Linked DNA regions of Zea mays: region 1 is linked to region 2. Evidence: chromatin contacts called from public Hi-C data. All regions are on one chromosome and are shown on one strand. Each heading gives the region's core, a stretch centred on a gene start, on an enhancer-like site or on the middle of the called end of the contact. The rest is flanking DNA. Distances are from core to core; before and after follow the strand shown. Region 1 holds the start of LOC100191722 (Chaperone DnaJ-domain superfamily protein). Region 2 holds the start of LOC100383183 (Serine carboxypeptidase-like 40).

Region 1 (3,902 bases), core at 189-2,688, 340 kb after region 2:
ATTTCATATAATGCATCATGCAACCTCCATGTGAAAGATGGCCATGTGATCATCCAACCGTCATACACAATTACTGTGACCCAATATATGTGGTTGTAGTAAAATAGGAGCTGCCCTCGACATGCACGGACACACACCAAAGCTCTCATTGCTGCCAATCCAGTTTGTGCCAGTAAAGGAGGACGACGTCGCTGTCCTCGTCAAGCTGATCAAGGAAGGCACCGACGACAGGCAGGAGGCCGCGGCCGCGGCGCTTGGCCTCCTCTGCCGCGACGAGGACAGCCTACATAAGCTCCTCCACTCCGGAGTGTGCTCCGTGTTCGCCGCTGCGCTCAAGGAGCCACCGGTGCGCGTGCAGGCCGCGGTCACGGACGCCATCGCGTCGCTGGCGCGCCACAGCCACAAGTGCCAGGACCTGTTCGCGCAGAGCAACGCCGTCCGGCATCTCGTCACCCACCTCGCTTCCACCCCGTCCATACCACCGCCCTGTCCGCACCTCGCCGCGCACCGCATGTCCTCGCGCCCGCTGCGCTTCCTCCGCCGCTGCCTGCGCGTGCGCCCGCTCGGCCGCCCCGAGATCCGGCGGGACCCGCGCGAGCTCCCGCGCTGCTCGCCCTGCGCCGCCGCGTCCCCGTAGGAGCCGCCGATGCGCGTGCAGGCCGCGGTCGTGGACGCCATCGCGTCGCTGGCGCGCCACAGCCACAAGTGCCAGGACCTGTTCGCGCAGAGCAACGTCGTCCGGCATCTCGTCACCCACCTCGCTTCCACCCCGTCCATACCACCGCCCTGCCCGCACCTCGCCGCGCACCGCCTGTCCTCGCGCCCGCTGCGCTTCCTCCGCCGCTGCCTGCGCGTGCGCCCGCTCGGCCGCCCCGAGATCCGGTGGGACCCGCGTGAGCTCCCGCGCTGCTCGCCCTGCGCCGCCGCGTCCCCGTCCCCCACCTCCCGCCTCTACGCCTGCCTCTCCTGCGCCACCGTCTTCTGCCCCTCCCACGCTGCCACGCACGCCTCCGCCTCTGCGGGGTTAGCGGCGTTTGCGGAGCGGTCGCGGCGGGCGGTTGGCGGGGGCGGGGTCGCGGCGGGCGGTTGGCGGAGGTCGCGGCGGGATCGAGCGGGCGGTTGTGGCGGGGGCAGTCTACAATACAGTCTTAATAGTTAGTACAGATATGTCAGGTAACTATTAAATGCACCATGAATAGCATTAGATGCAAATTTGCTAGTTTCAAAAACATGTCTTGAATTACACGATGTTTGGCTGTGTCCAGCAGATTATGTATATAATATTATGTATATGATTGTGTAAAATATTATTTTATATTATAGACAACACTTTGTTAAGTAAGATTTAAAATAAAAGGTGAGATATTAAATAAAATAGGAGAGCTGGTTACACCTTCTATGTAAATAATGTTATCTACGCAGCGTAAAAACATTGCTACGGCCACTCAGCTGTTTACACCGATCTACGAGTATCCCCACGAGAAACCCCCATTCCACCATCCTCTACCCACCCAATGGATCCGTCCGCCGTTGGCTCCTCGCGGCGGAAGGCGGAGCAGTGGTTGAGCGTGGCTGAGAAGCTCATGGTGGCGCGGGACATTGAAGGGTGCAAGCAGTTCGCCTCGCAGGCCCTGGCCGCCGATCCCCACACCCCGGGCGCCGACGACCTCCACGCCGCCGCCATCTCCCTCCTGGCAGCCCAGCAGCGCCGCCTCCCTAACGGTCAGCCTGATCCCTACGGCGTCCTTGGTCTGGACCCCGCAAACCCCGCATCACGCCGACCGGATGCCATCCACTCACAATATCGCCGCCTCTCTTTCCTCCTCAATCGTTCCCACCAGGACCGCCCCTGCTCGCTCGCCTTCGCCGAAGCTGCCCGGCTCGTCGCTGATGCCTGGGCTTTTCTCTCTGATCCCGTTCTTAAATCCTCCCTTGACGTGGACCTCGATGCCGCCGCCGCAGCTCGCGCGTACCACTCTCCTCCAAATCTACCGCAGCCGCACTCGCAGCCACATCTGCCTGCACGGCTAACTCCGCCGGTGGCTGCTCCCTCCCCGCGGTCGACTCCGCCGCTGGTTTCTCCCCTTCCGCGGGCAACATCACCGCCGGCTGCTTCCCCTCCACGGCAAACTCAGCGGCCGGCTGTCCCCCAAACAAGGTCAACACCGCCGCCGGCTGCTTCTGCTCCACGATCTACTCCACCACCACCGGTTTCTCCTCAAACACTGTCAACACCGCTGCCTGCCGCTCCCGCTCCCGCTCCACGGTCTACACCACCACCTGTTGTTCCCCAAACACCGTCAAGTACGCTGCGGCCGACTACTCCCCAAACGCCGGTGGCTGCAACTGTCCCAGCAGCGAAGTCTGGTGCGGCACCTTCATCAACGTTCTGGACAGTGTGCTCGGCCTGCTGCCACATTCACCAGTTCGACTGCCAATATGAGACGTGCAAATTACTGTGCCCTAGTTGCCGCCAGCCATTTGTGGCCAAGGCAATGGCTGAGCCACCGCCTATTGTGCCAGGCACCGACATGTATTACTGCACTTGGGGGTTCTTCCCCGTTGGGTTCCCTGGGTGTCCTGGCTTTGAAAGAATGGTCAATGCACAGCCATCGGGAGTAGATCAGCTGAATGCGCCATGGCTTGGAAGCGCAGGTGGTGTACATGGTAATGCTCAGAATGGGGTGCCACCAGTTAGTGCCCCAGTGGTAGAAGTGCCAGTCAAGGATCCCATAGAGGTGCCTGCAGTGACACCGCCAGCGAAGCCGATGCGAGTGAAGGTGGGTGCGAAGAAGCGTGGTCGCCCCAAGGGTAGCAAGAACAAGAAGAAATTATGAATGCCAATGATGAACATGATGGTTATCATCATAGATCACATGAATTAACTGAGATATGCATTCAATCACACTGCCATTGTAGTCAACCGAAGCACTCGTCTGCTGGTTGAATTCTCACTTGCTGTTGCCAGGATCTCTAATGTGGAGCAAGCAATTTTATTGCTGAAAGACTTCTTTTTCAATGGTAGAATTCTTCCTTTTCGAGATTATGATGTTAATCTCTGGTTCGTCCCCACTGCCGTACTTGACATTATGCTTTAGCTGTAACTATTGTATTTGCATATTCGTCTAATTTCTGCTTCCCTGAAGACAGTTGTATTGATCTAAATCGATAGGTGTCTAGTTACTGTTTATTGTACGTTTTGAGTTTGGTGCTACTCTGCTCTAGTGCTCTGTGTCGTAATGCTGCAATAAATGGAATGGTTTAAAGCTCTAATTTTAACGCGAATTTTGCTTATGACACTTTCCGTACCAGAATTTTGCACCTTGGCTGTCCTTATTGCAATGTCGTGTGATCAAAATCTATTTCCTTTTTAAGTTTTTTAGCAGCTATTAGTTTCACTCATCGAGATACTTGTTCTGCTCCTGTTTATTAGTTTACTTGTTCAAGAAAATCGTATCGAACTGGGAACTGTTATAAAAGTCTAAATGTGCACGCTCTTATCATGATTATATCTTCTCCGTCGAACCTTTTCTTTATTTCTTTTTTGCTTTGTTGATAGGCTCTTCTGAATCAAGTATGTCTGCAGATCTGCTCAAAACTCTAGTAGGGTGTTTGGTTTCATGAATAAATCTTCTTACTCTTCATTTTTTTGTTTGGTTTGTGGACATTTTTTTGTTTGGTTTGTGGAATGGAATGAGTTGATCTATCACCATTTTATTTCTCATAAGTTAATAATTAGTAATAACATGAGGAATGAGCTCATTTCACCAAATTTGTGGGATGAACTCATGTTGCATCACTTCATCTAGTATGGATTGATTTTTTAAACTAAACAACCTCTAGGTGAAGCAGCTCTGTCTCGGAGTCTAGTTTGTTTTCTCATAACAAGTGGCGAATACTTT
Region 2 (4,358 bases), core at 1,357-3,856:
TGGCTCACTACACTACCTGATGAACGGCACTACCTCTCGATTTTTTGATTGTCAACGAGTGCTGTTCCGAACAAATGTACACTGTACGTCTATGCTAGTGTTGGAATAGGTAGAGCTAGACACTGAAGACTTCGACCACAACGCCCTTGTTCACAAAGTGGAAAATGTGAAGGCTTTCGTACGTTCTTCAGTTCGTGACGATGTCAGCCGGCGGGAGCGTGTTTCTCAGGAAAGCCCTGAGCAGAACAAGTGCTCTCTCCGGCTGGAACGTAGGGACCATATGACCAGCCGCCCTCACCGACGCCAGCGTGAAACCTCCTTGGTACTGCTGAACAAAGCCTCCAACCTGCATCCAGCACCCCGTCCCAACTCCCAAGTCAAGGTCTTCGAAATCGCATACGAATCTGAACACGCATGTCTCTCTCTATCTATAAGAGGCTGTAACAGTGGTTTACCTCGCCGTTAGGGGTGTACCAGGGACCCCACTTTTTGGTGACTGCTAGATTGAGATCCTTGACGGAGTACCTTGTCGCGGTAAGCGAGCATATGGAATCGAAATCGCCACTGCAAGACATTCATTCAGAGGGAAAGAATTTGTCTGAAGCTCTGTGAAACAATCTGTTCAGATCTCACTGTGCATGGTGGAAGGCTTCAAGTCAAGCACACGCACAGTACCTATAGATCCATACTCTGAGCCCACAATCGACCAGGTATCTGATGGTTGGCACCATGAAAGCAGGGGAATCGTTCCAGACCAAGTTCGGCCTGAATGAAACAGAGAGAGAAAAGCATAAATACCATATATCAACTTTAAGTCATTAGACATTCATTATCTAAAAAAAGGTCATTAGACATTCGGGGCAGAAAAAAAACAAGAATAGTATCAGTAGGGTGAGTGAGAATGCAGATTGCAGAGTAGAGGAACCAAAGGCAGCAGATGAACTTACATGCAGGCTGACCAGTTTCTGATCCGAGCGTGCAGGGCCTCTTGCACCTCGACGCTATTGAGGTAAGATCTGACGTAATGGTCGCTGCACGGATCGTAGCCAGGTAACTGACAAACCGGAATTAATTGCAACACTTCAGTATCTGTGTACTGCAAGATACTACGTGCACGTTTTTCATCTGACAAGAAGAAGAGCGGCTGGAGTTCCATGGACACGGCATATGGCGGGCGCTAGGTACGTAACGTACGTGGCTGCTGGAGTAGTAGGTTCCGTTGGGCGACTGGAGGCAGACCGGAGCGTAGAGGTTGAAGCAGTCCATCCTCCCTCCCTCGAACGTGTGCTCCGATGCGTTGGAGGAGCACAGGTCGTGGAGGAAGCTGCAGTTGTGGAGGGTGCTCGCCCACACCTCGTCGGAGATCACGCCGTGGCTCCACATGAACTCCAGCTTCCCCTTCTCGTAAAGGTACAGATCCAGCAACGGGTTGCCAAGCTAAATATATCGTAAAGGCACAGCAGAGTTGGATAGATTGGACAGTGGACACCCTATGATCGATCGAAAGATTGTTAGGCGCACTCACGAAGATGCCGCGGAGGTTGATGGGCGTCTGCCGGGCGGGGAGGCGGCGGTTCATCAGCGTGACGACGGTGGCGGCCTGCGGGACGAAGTGGCCGCCGTAGCTCTCCCCCGCCACGTACAGCTCGCGGCCCTTGTAGTCGGGGAACCTCTCCAGCCAATTCACCAGGAAGATGTACGTGTCCTCGGCGGTCCTCCTGTCGCCGGCGGTCTTGTAGTCGGCGGCGTCCCTCGAGAAGGAGAACCCGACGCCCGCCGGCGACTCCAGGAAGATCACGTTTGCCACTGCACACTTACAGATATATATCTGATCAGTTCAGTTGCCAAGCTACGGAGGAGGCAGCATATGTGATTAAGGTTACAAGCTGCGGCTTCCACTCCACGTACGACTGTTCCAGGCGTGCTTGTTCTCGCTCAGCGTCTCGCCGTCGGGGTTGACACGGAACGGGCCGAGCTCCATCATCGCCCCGTATCCCAGCGACGAGCACCCCGGCCCTGCGCCAGAAAAAACTGTCGGCCGTGAGACGACTCCTCGCGTCGAGATTGACGACCGTGTGTGTGTGTGTGTGTGTTCAGTCAGTTACCTCCATTGAGCCACAGGATGAGCGGCTTGGAGGCCGCGTCGGCGGGAGACTCGACGAAGTAGTAGAAGAGCTCGCGACCGCGCTCCTCGTTCACCGTCACGTACCCGGAGTACTGGCCGAACCTGGCGCGCGGCGGCTGGCCGGGCAGCTCCTTGATCCTGTCCGCCTCCTTCCCACCGCTCGGCGGGCGCTTGCAGCGCTCGGGCAGTGGCGCGTAGGTGCCGGAGTCTGAGCATGTGTCGGTCTCGGCAGGCCCGTTTGGGCTGAGGCTGAGCCTGAGCCTGCTTCTTCCGGACGCCATGAGCTTGCTGAGCTGAGCCTCCTGCGACGAAGCAACGACGTGGGACGTGCCCTGCAGTAGGATTGCGACGGAGAGGAGGACGAAGGTGGTGGTGTTGCTCCTCCTCATCTTTGCAGGTGCAGTGCAGGGAGAAGATCCCAGCTAGCTGCGAGGGTGTAAACAGAACTCAGAAACGTGAGCACTGAGCACACCAAAATAAAGTGGTAACTTGTCAACCAACCGTCCAAAAACCCAGATAGGTACTCGACGTAGAGGAACAAGGCAAAGGGTAACTCCATCCAACACTCGAGAAACGACAGGACTGGCAAAAAGGTCACATCGTGACTCAGGATCGGCCGATTCCATTGATCCATTCCCTGATGTGGACACTTCCATCCTGGCACTTTCCTCTTCCTGGCTTTGGAAGTTTTCGAACGCCAGAGCACACACTCCAGCTCTAGCTCTGGATCCAATAGATGTGCAGGGTTGGGCCGTTTGGCTAGAGGACACTTCAAATTTGTGGCGATTGCGAAAACTTTTTAACAATTTTAGTATGTTTGTGGAGCTAGCTGGTCCATTTCGTATCGGTATTGCGTTCAGTCCTGCATGGCTGCATATGTCACGTATTGAGAACGGCGTTTCTTGTATTCCTGTTTCCAGACATGCTTGTCCTAAATACGGTCCAACCACTATTCTACATTTTAACATTATCATTCTAGCGAACCTTCTTTCAAATTTCCTAGGTGGGCATGACGCAAGGTTAATGACATGCATGTTTTACTATATCGACGCGCTCTTTTTCTGCTGTGTTGCACGTTTCGTAAAAACAGTCAATTGGGCAGCTAGGGTAGGGATTCAGTTTCCGGGACTCTGACGCTTGATGACTGAAGGAGACGGCGGTGTCACCCTGTCACGGGCTCTTCTGTCTGGTTTTTTTGGGCCCCCGTATCGTACTCTTTCTTCTTCCAACAGTGGATGATTTGGCTGTCCTGTGTACAGTTTTTTTCAACTTGAGCGCCTTTAATCTTATGATCCAAGGACCCAGGTTTTCTCTACCACGCGCCGTTCATGACCGCACCTAGCGGACTCCGAGTCTACCGCGCGGCTCACGAACCAGATTAGCTAGGAGTCTAGGACTAGGAATTAGAGGGGCGTTTGGGAGGGCTCCTGGCCAGCTCCAATATCGGCTCCTCGCTGAAGCCGTCCCAAACGCCACCTCCCAAACGCTCTTGGGCAGGAGCAGAAGCCAAAATACGGCTGAGAGCCGGAGCTAAAAATTTTGGCTCTGTGCATGGCTCTGCGTACACAGACCTAGCTACTTCTCATGGCAGGACGCACAACCTGCCTTTGGCCGGCGCCCCGTCCTTGGCTGCTGCCCAGGCTACGACACTAGGCGCCCCGATGGGTCGAGGCCTAGCTGTTGCCCACGGCACGACGCGACACTAGGCGCCCCGGTGGGTCGAGGCCTAGCCGCTGCCCACGGCACGACACACGGTCTGTCCATGGCTGGCACTCGGTTCTTGGCCGGCGCAACAGAGAAGCACGGTAGAGAGCACGGTGAGCAAGGTCCACTGAAAGGCGCTGTCCACTGGTGGCGATGTCGACTCTGCAGTCTGCACAGTTTGCAGAGGAGCTGGAGCTATCTGCTGTTCAGTGTGGTGCTATTTGGAGGAGCCGTTTTGCCAAACAATTTGCAAAAAGTATAGGCTTCTGCGAATAAGCTATTTTTTTATGGGACCCCGAGTCGGAGCCATTTTTAGAGGAGCCGGAGCCCTCCCAAACGGGCCCTAGGTCCGAGTCCGTACGTAATCGTCTCAAATCGTGTCGCCGTCAAATAAATAGGACTAGGAATTAGGTTTGAGTGACGTCCCAAACAATCATTATAAATACAAATCGAGTGTGCTGTTGTATTGTCAATATCAAACCTATCAACGCTACTACACACGACAGAGGGCCGCCGTACCCTCCGAACA

What was found. A called contact is a pair of places that touch in the nucleus more often than the background predicts.
Region 1: a contact with region 2 is called in a Hi-C map of root tip, with 2.9 times the contacts expected there. The contact joins the promoter of LOC100191722 here to the promoter of LOC100383183 in region 2. A contact is called at or near these places in 2 of 25 Hi-C or Micro-C datasets (ear and root tip).

Annotation. Positions count from the first base shown.
Region 1 is chr7:132,911,578-132,915,479 of Zm-B73-REFERENCE-NAM-5.0, forward strand. LOC100191722 (Chaperone DnaJ-domain superfamily protein) reads left to right here and starts at 1,439. Exons shown (of 1, transcript NM_001137151.2): 1 at 1,439-3,283. The coding sequence starts at 1,515. The coding sequence ends at 2,837.
Region 2 is chr7:132,566,532-132,570,889 of Zm-B73-REFERENCE-NAM-5.0, forward strand. LOC100383183 (Serine carboxypeptidase-like 40) reads right to left here and starts at 2,607. Exons shown (of 9, transcript NM_001366812.1): 1 at 2,106-2,607; 2 at 1,909-2,016; 3 at 1,526-1,806; 4 at 1,195-1,437; 5 at 948-1,054; 6 at 676-765; 7 at 456-564; 8 at 183-346. The coding sequence starts at 2,514. The coding sequence ends at 188.